Regions from separate parts of the Sus scrofa genome. Here region 1 is linked to region 2. A link is a contact called in public Hi-C data. All regions are on one chromosome and are shown on one strand. The core of a region is the stretch at or near the end of the contact, and the rest is flanking DNA. Distances in the headings are between cores, read along the strand shown.

Region 1 (5,025 bases), core at 1,500-3,999, 160 kb after region 2:
TAGAAGTAAGACACTGGGTAGTATTGTCACTCTTGGTTCCCTTGTCTCCACCCTACCCCCACTGAACTGTGAGCAATTTAAGGGACAAGGACTCTGCCTGCGGCAGCCTGGGCAACAGCTCCCCCATACTCATTATCCTACGTGGAACTGGGTACAACCCAGGAGCTTTGGGGTAGAGAAAAACCAGCATATATATATATCGTTAAAAGATCATGTGCTACAGGATAGAGGAGGCAACGTCCAAAAGCCCAGGAGACCTGAGGGAAGAATCATAAGACTTTCAAGCTGGAGAGGATTTCTGAGACCATCTTAGTTGACGGCCTCAAACTTGACCACCCAAAAAAACAATAGAACATCTTTGCAAAAAAAGTACGAGGAGGCGTTCCCATTGTGGCTCAGTGGTAATGAACCCAACTAGTATCCATGAGGACTTGGGTTTGATTCCTGGCCTCGCTCAGTGGGTCAAGGATCTGGTGTTGCCGTGAGCTGTGCTGTAGGTCGCAGACACGGCTCGGTTCCTGCTTTGCTGTGGCTGTGGCACAGGCCAGCAGCTGTAGCTCTGGTTAGACCCCTAGCCTGGGAACCTCCATAAGCCGCGGGTGTGGCCCTGAAAAGAAAAAACAAACAAACCAAAAACTGTACAAGGACACACAATGGTGAACAGGCAAAAGCCAGATCCTTCTGGTAGGAGGAGGACAAGAGGGCTGGGAGAGGCTCTCACCCTCAGAGTCATCTCCAGGCTCCAGCGCTCTCTGGGAGGAACAGCCTCCCCAGCACTGTCTGAGAACCATTAGACTACAGATGGGGAAAACTGAGGCACAGAGGAGTGGTCATGAACGTTATGTTTAGGAAATGAGTGTATAGGAGAGGCAGGTTTAGAACTCAGATCCTTCTCTGGCTTTCCAGGCAAAGCTTCCCATGCTACTTCATGTTCTCAGGACGAAGGGGACAAGATGGTGGAGTCTCACACTCTCTGGCCTCCCTTTTCATTCAGGTAGACTCTCCTTTCCTATGGCCTCTGCCTGGTCCCCAATTGCATTTCCAGGCAGGAACATGTCCAGCACCAGCCCTTGGGCATGTGCTCTAACCTTCTTCCCCTGGAGGCAGGGGAGGGGACTCCATGACTTTCTGGGTCTCTTCTAGCCCAGTGATACTGCAGCTCCAATTAGGCTGCCTTTCCCTGTAGCCTTGACCATGCCTTCTAAGCTACCCGGGACTTACCACCACTCCATCCTTTTATGGAAAAGGAAAATCAAGGTTTATGAGATACAAATAGGGACTTATTTCTTCACAAGTTTGCTCTGAATCCAGCCCAAGGCACAGAATTGGCAGAGAGACAATGAGTTGGGGAGATGCATAGGTTTCTAAAAAGAAATGAGCTCCAAGGATACGTCCAACTCCAGCTGGGATGGTTTGGCAGTCTACACTCAAGGAGCAGTACCCGATGCCCAAGGTTCTTTGCCCAACCAATTCAACTCTGAGAAATTCCCAGGAACACAGGCTCTCTTCCTGAGGTACCCTGTCCACACCTGAGGTCAGTTTGACCTACACCTATGGAAATGACTCTCCAAAGACTTACTGCAACATTTACGGAAACTGAGTCCAGAGTCACTTTCCTTCCAGTCAAAGGAAGGGCAGTCATTTGGAGAAATCTCCAAAGAGCAGTGCCTGTAGGAGTAATGATGGGCCTTCACATGCCCATCCAAGACCTCTAGGTTCAAGTCTAGGCTTTGTACTTACTGCTAGTGACTTGGGACCAATCTCTTGATTCCTCCTAAACCTTTCTCACTCCTGTAAATTGGGGGTTTACTCAACATTCATTCAACAAACACTGAGCACCTACCTGCGTCAGGTAGAGCTGCGGTAAGTGTTTCCCCTCCCTACGTCCCAGGTTGTTGTGAGGACCAGACCAGCAGGGATCTGAGCGGCTCTCGATTGGGGGGGGGGGGGACTACAGGGATGCTGTTTCAACTCTAAGACTCCCGTGGAGTGGGAGACATTGATTGCTTCAACGTGTCCTTTAACCCTCCAGACCTCATTCTCTGACTTGATGCCACAACCACGTGATCAGTCTCACGTTTTTCACAAGTTTCCATCACATGGCCCATTTTGAGGGTTGAGGTGGCACCTGGAAAACCATGATCCATGCAAATTGGCATTCTTGAATTTTCCTCAAAAAATGGTGAATGAGGAATTCCCATTGTGGCTCAGTGGTAATGAACCCTACTGGTATCCATGAGGACTCAGGTTCGATCCCTGGCCTCACTCAGCGGGTCAAGGATCTGACATTGCCATGAGCTGTGGTATAGGTCTCAGATGCAGCTTGGATCCCGCATTGCTGTGGCTGCGGTGTAAGCCAGCAGCTTCAGCTCCGATTCTACTCCCAGCCTCGGAATGTCCATATGCCACAGGCGTGGCCCTAAAAAAAGCAAAAAAATAGAAATAAATAAAGATGGTGAATACACAGGCTTGGCCTTATCGCCCTGTATCCTTGGCAGACCCAAGCACATGCTTGATAAATATGTTGAATAAATAAATGCATGAATGAGTGGGAAATCTTGCCTCCAAAGAAGGGAATTAGTCAAACTGGGATTAAGAGGAAGGAGCGCTCTTCCGTGGGTTATTTTACCCATCTCCCAATAGCTCAGCATCCTCTCTGATATTCTCCCAACTCCATGAATGACTCCAGTTGTGCTTTTCCTCTCTGGCTGGGGCATGAAAACCCTTGCGACACCGTGTGCTGTCCAGCTGCCAGGTCCGACTCCGGTCCCCTGACGTCTTCCTATCACACCACTTACACACGAGGGAGGGGACAATGCGTGTGTCCCCTGCCACCCTCAAGCTCACTACCAGGGCCAAGTGGAATATTTTCATCCGGCCTTTCTCCCCTTTCTTTTTTTCTCTTAAGCTTCTTCTAGTGATAAAAGCTGAATCAAATTGAAATTGGCAGCTCCGTGGTCTTCCAGCAATAGGAAAAGTACTAGAGATCATGTGAACCACACTTTTGAAAACTTAAAAAAAAAAAATCTAATCTTGCTTCAATAAAAACGACATCATGTCACTGTAACTGGCGGGGGGAAAGGCTTGAGAGTTGCTGGCAGCGGCCCAGCAGAGTTCAGGGGTTCTGCTGACTGTGCTGAATTCCCACGGGAAAGGTAGAGCAAGAGTGCTTGCTGCCTTTCAGGTGAGCCTCAGAGGCCCACGGAGGGGTGGGGGTGGTGGGTGACAAATCTCCCCCAGAAGTGTCTCAGCATTGCTGTCATCCCAGCTCAGGGACTGGCTTCTTGCATCCCTTTTCCCACCTGCCCTTCATCCCGACACAGCTCTTGGCCTTACGCCTCCCTCTGGCTGGCTGACCTGGAGGGAGAGACAACCTGAGACATCTCGATGACAAGGAAGCTCCTTCTGAGGGTGCAGGCGCAGAGCCAAAGAGGGTACGCCAAATGCCCTGGCTCCACTGAGTATGGAGTCTTTGCAAACTCAGCCCTTGGTTTGCAAAAGGGCTGAGTTTTGCAAAGACAACCACAAAGATGGCAGGTTGGCTGCAGTGGTGATGGCTGCCACTGGCCCTTCTGCCCTAGGAGCTGAAGGGCAGGGCAGTGCTGCTTCTCACACTGCTGCACTTTACCTTCAGTTGGTAGCTACCGGCCGCCACCAGCCTGCAGCTGTTCTTGAGCCATCTCCTGATGGCTGTATAGGGGACAGGTAAGAGTGACTGCCCCTGAGATGGGATTGGGGGATGAGGACTGCAAATGGAAGGGTCACTTTCAGAATCTACCCCTTTGCGCTGTGTGATGGTTTTACCCATATGCATTTTTTCAGTTAACTCGATCTGCAGACAAAGAGATAGAAATCCATTGGCAGCAAATGCATCCTCAGTCATGCCCGCCTCTCCCTGCTCCCCGCTCCTGATTTCTCAACCTGGGGTACACAGGACCCACAGGGATACAGTGGCCCAAGAAGAGGAAATCTAGAATTCAATTTTACTTGAAGGATTGGGCAGAGGGAGTAGAAAAACTATTTTTAGATTAAATAGGGATAGAAATAGAAATATATGTGGAGTATAATGTAAAATGTTCTTGGATGATTAAGAGGAAAACCTTTTTTTTTTTTTTTTTTTTTTGGTCTTTTTGCTATTTCTTGGGCCGCTCCCACGGCATATGGAGGTTCCCAGGCTAGGGGTCGATCCGAGCCGCGCCTGCAACCTACACCACAGCTCACAGCAACGCCGGATCCCTAACCCACTGAGCAAGGGCAGGGACCGAACCCGAAACCTCATGGGTCCTAGTTGGATTCGTTAACCACTGCGCCACAACGGGAACTCCGGAAAACCTAATATTTTTATTCTTACGCTTTGTCATAGACCAACAAGCCAACCAACAGGCTGATGAGGCACTGGGTGCTGAGTTTCAGGGGCCCTGAGGCTGCCGGGGTTTTCAGGGGTGTCTCTTTTCAGGGGCTGCTCTATGAAGCTGAGACTAGTTAGTGTCCAGGGACCAAGAGGGATAGAGGTCAGAAGGTGGGGCCAGGGGCAGTGGAGCTGAGCCTGGGAGGATGGGAAGGATCTTGATTGGCAGAGAGCACTGAGGGGAGGAGCCTGAGAGCTAGTGTTGGTGGCCTGAGCAGAATGGGCAGAGGGAAGTGTGTGCTGCCCTGCAGAGAGAAGGAGGGTGGACCTCAATTGCGCAGGGCCCCAGTGGGGGACTGTGGAGCTTAGACCCAACTTGGCCAGCCAGTGCTTTGCAAACTTGTTCCTAGAGTCCCACTGCAAGGCAGAGCGAGAAGCATACACTCCCTGGGGGTTCGGGAAGCTGCTGATCACTTGGAAGCTCTTTCCTAGCAGTGTTAGTTCTACCTTCAAAAACACATGCAGGAGTTCCCATCCTGGCTCAGTGGTTAACGAATCCGACTAGGAACCATGAGGTTGTGGATTCAATCCCTGGCCTCACTCAGTGGGTTAGGGATCCGGCGTTGCTGAGAGCTGTGGTGTACGTTGCAGACGCGGCTCAGATCTGGTGTTGCTGT
Region 2 (4,395 bases), core at 263-2,762:
ATGGTATTATTTCATTCTTTTTATGGCTGAGTAGTATTCTATTGTGTTTATATACCACGTCATTTTATCTGTCATCTGTCAATGGATTGAGGTTGTTTCCATGTCTTGACTGTTGTAAACAATGCTACTATGAACAGTGGAGTGTATGTATATTTTTGAGTTATGGTTTTCTCTGGATATATGCCCAGGAATGAGATTGCTAGATCATATGGCAACACTATTTTTTACATTTTTAAAGAACCTCCATACTGCTTTTCATAGTGGCTGCACCAATTTACATCCCCAAAGTGTAGGAAGGTTCCCTTTTCTCCATACCCTCTCCGACATTTAATATTTATGGTCATTTTACTAATGGCCATTTCAACTGGTATGAGATGATACCACATTGTAGTTTTGAGTTGCCAAAATGCCAAGGACTTTTAATCAGGAATCTTGAGTCGGAATCTGAGCTCTATCACTATATATTACGTCACCTTCATTTTCTGAACCTCAGTGCCTTCATCTCTAAAATGATGTTGATATCACCCATGCCACCCACATCACAGAATTAGAACAGGTTGGATCAGTTAGGAGTGTGTTTGGCTGCAAGTAACAAGAGAATGGATTATGACAGCCTCAACAAATAAGAGTGTATTTGTCTCACACAAGGACAGGTTGAGGTAGACAGTCCAGGGAATGCAGCTCAATGATGCCTTTGGGGACCCCGGTTATTTCTGTATCTTTGCCATGACATCCGTGCCATATTGGTTCTCTTCCTCATCCTTGTCATCTCTTGGTCCAAAGATGGCCAGTGTAACTACAACAGTATATAGAGATTTAGGAAGTAAGTGCAAAAGGCAGAAGCCCTTCTCTTTGTGAGTTGCTGTTAGATGATTATCCTTACCTGTCTTTAGACACTGCAGGTACTTGCCCACATTCACATCAATCAATGGCCAAGGGAACTGAGATTACCGTGATTGGTTTAGGCTCATCATCATCATCTTCTGGCCCTGGGGTAGGAAATCTAATACTGAAATCAAAGACTCTTTGTGCTACCAGAACAACTCAGGGCTGGGGCAGCCGGGATGATGGGATGGCTCTTGGGTCAGCAACTAACAGGTTTTATCCAGGGCAAACCAGGATAAAGTAGAGGTCTTCAAAGTGTGGTCCCCGCATCAGCAACATCTGGAAATGTGTTGGAAATGCATATTCTCAGGCCCAAATCCAGACCTCCTGAGTCAGAAACGCTGGAATGGACCCAGCAATCTGTAATTTAACACACTCTCCAGGTGATTCTGATGCCTGGAGAATCAGGGAATCTCAGGGTTGAGACCCCCTGGGAAAAAATTGTTCCTTCACTACAGCCCCTGCCATCCTTCGGTCCCACACACACATCCTGGATCAGAGCCACAAAGAACTCCTGCCCGTGGCTTGGGCTTGCCCTGTAGCCTCAAGGCTTCCACTCAACGCCTACTGCCCGAAATGCCCCCCCTTCCCTTTTCTGCCTGTTGAACTTTATTCTTCTGTAAATAATTAAACAACCAAAATTGGCCCTCTCAGAGTGTTCATGGAATAGGGCATGAAACCCATTGGCATTCCATAACTGTCTGTTAAAAAATGAATACAAGAATGCCGAGTTTTCATGCTTCCTCTACCAAGAGGCATCTCTAAGTTTTCCTTTCTAACCCGACAGCATTTTGCTTGCATTTCTAATTTCTCAGTCTGTTCTGTGATGAGGGATACATCTGCCACTGTCTTCCTACAAATGTGTGAACTACCAAAGCCGAGGCCAGGTCAAGCTCATCTCCTTATTCTCCACAGAAACCAGCATAAGGTCCGACTCTTAGTAAGGGCTGAAAAATGGCATACATGGAATTGAACTTTCCAACATGAAATGTACATAGAATTGAGCTATGTAACATGAAATGTGCACATGCACTTCAAAGAACTGGATTTTTCAATTAGCTGGTGAATCCTACCATTTTTAATCAACAAAAGTCTATTTCATACTAGTGCTATTGATGTAGAAGCAAACTTTCCTTTGGATCATGCTAGTGGGTTTTACCTTGCCCAGTGCTTAGCTAATCCAATTCTGAGAATACAGCGTCACTGCTGGATGTTGAAATGGAGCCATTTGGGGAAGCTGAGCGGAAAACCTCCCAGTAGGAGTTATTTACGCACCTGCTGGATTGCCTATAATAAACGACACCGGCCAACTTGCAGAGTGATCTCCTCACACACCCTGTACTCTGACCATGCCCTCCGTGCCTGAATTTATTGGGTGACTTCCAAGAAGGTTTGGAAATTAAACATATTTTGCAGCCTCCAGAAAATACCAAGGGACCACTTTCAAAGTGACACTGAGCCATAGATAATTACATTTCTTTTAAAAAGTCTTTAAAGGAACACCTTTTGACAATAAATTTGAAGTGTTGGGGGAATGGATAGCAAGGGTTAGAAGGAGGGATGAGAGAGAAAATGTGACCATGGTTAATAAAAACTGGGCTTTCAAGGCAAATAACGCCACAGGTTTAAAAAAAAATCTTATAAATAGCAAAGAAGGCAATAATAATATAGTGAATGACTCTGTCACTCCCCTTTGCCTCCTTACATATTCTTCAGCATTTTCTGGGCATTCATTCCAAACAACTAACCTGCAAAGATTTACAGAATATCTTCTTTTTGATGGGCACAGCCTCAGAGAGGCAAAAAGAGAAAAAAAAAAACAAAACAAGCAAACAAACAAACAAAAAACACCAAAAGAACGGCTGCATTTTCTTACATTGTTTTAGCTTTTAAGAATTTAAAAATTGCTGGAGTTCCCATCGTGGCTCAGTGGTGAACGAATCCGACTAGGAACCATGAGGTTGTGGGTTCGATCCCTGGCCTCACTCAGTGGGTTAAGGATCCGGCGTTGCCGTGAGCTGTAGTGTAGGTTGCAGACATGGCTCAGATCCCGCGTTGCTGTGGCTCTGGCTCAGGCTGGTAGTTACAGCTCCGAATGGACCCCTAGCCTGGGAACCTCCATATGCCACGGGAGTGGCCATAGAAAAGGCAAAAAGACCAAAAAAAAAAAGAATATAAAAATGCATTCGACTACTGTACTTGATCTCATTTAGTCCAAGGTATTAGTCTGATTTTACAGATGAGTAAACTGAAGCACATATGACCAAGATCACGTGGTTTACAACTGACTGAGTTGGGGCTCAAACTTAAGTCTTCTGACTTTGAGTCCTGCTTTCTTACATCTCTAGTCCTCTGCCTACAAAGAGGAGGGTTGTTTTTAACAAATTTATAGCCGACAGTATAGGCTCTCACAATATGAGAAACATTAAAGAATGTCTTTAATAGACTCCTGGGTCAAAAGGCATTGGAATTAAGTGTTTCACTTCTTGTCCACAAGAGTCCCTCTAAAATTACTCAGAGAAGAATTAAAATTGTAAAAACACAAGTTTTGCAGGGAGGGAGGACGAGTGCAGGAAAGTGTGCCTTCCACGTGGTGGAAAGACTGGGACCATCCTTCTCAACTTGGAAGAGGTGGGGCCAGAGGAAGAAAGACACTAAAGGCCATCTCACCACTGGCCTCCTGAGAAAGAGCAGTGGCTCCAGGAAGTAAGTGGCAGAGAGCATGAGATCCCGAGATCCCACCAAACCTGACGGCCCTCCCCACTTCAGCTGTGACCCTTGGAGGGCCAGAGGCAGCAATGAAGAATGAATGATGCAATGAAGAGGGTGCTGCCTCAGAGGAGGCAGAAATTTATGAGTCAGGGAACTTAAAAAGCAATAGCTATTTCAAAGTTTCATTAAAAGCAATAAAGAGTAGCATGGGCACTGTAAAAAGTCAAAATCAGTGGTACAGAAATGAAACATGAAAGACTGCCATGGAATAAGAGGAAAAAGACAAAGTGATTGGAATAATAAGAGAAAAATTATTGAATTTAAAGAACAGATAGTAGCAGAAAACATAGATAAGAGATACTCCCAGAAAAAACAAAAGAGAACGGAATAAATAAACAAAATCACCAAAAATATAAAATATACCAGGTGTATTTTCCTGAGCTGATAAAATATAAGGATCAGAGTCAGCTGCCTGTGACAAAAAGAAGGTTAGAAACACTAAACTTCAAAGGAGTCTGGCAAATATGGGTTTTATTTTAAGTATTACATGCCCATATGAAAATCAAGAATTAGGTTACAAGATGGACAATGTGCATTTGGAGGAAAACCAAATAAAACTATACATCTGAAGATCAAAAGATCTCACTGAGTCCCTCAAAGATTTCAACACCTAGATACATTCAAATTCAGGAACAATAGAAGAATTTTACAGTTACTCTGGCCGATAGCCTCAGAGAGCCCTTTAGCATTCAACATCAGATGACAATAGAGAAAGATCTATAGTTTTGAGTGCAAAAG

Evidence for each region. A called contact is a pair of places that touch in the nucleus more often than the background predicts.
Region 1: a Hi-C map of liver shows a contact between it and region 2, with 2.1 times the contacts expected there. The contact joins two enhancer-like sites. A contact is called at or near these places in 3 of 47 Hi-C or Micro-C datasets (embryonic fibroblasts and liver).

The regions. Positions count from the first base shown.
Region 1 is chr13:131,113,497-131,118,521 of Sscrofa11.1, forward strand. The region is part of intron 5 of LOC102164131 (a long non-coding RNA gene); the gene reads right to left. Among named protein-coding and RNA genes, the nearest start is that of HES1, 20 kb to the right of the region's middle. Within about 2 kb of position 2,750, at least 1 of the 83 cell types and tissues checked has an H3K27ac peak or open chromatin away from gene starts, as enhancers often do. A contact at or near this core is called in liver, where this site is marked.
Region 2 is chr13:130,958,754-130,963,148 of Sscrofa11.1, forward strand. No RefSeq gene overlaps it. Among named protein-coding and RNA genes, the nearest start is that of HES1, 180 kb to the right of the region's middle. Within about 2 kb of position 1,513, at least 6 of the 83 cell types and tissues checked have an H3K27ac peak or open chromatin away from gene starts, as enhancers often do. A contact at or near this core is called in liver, where this site is marked.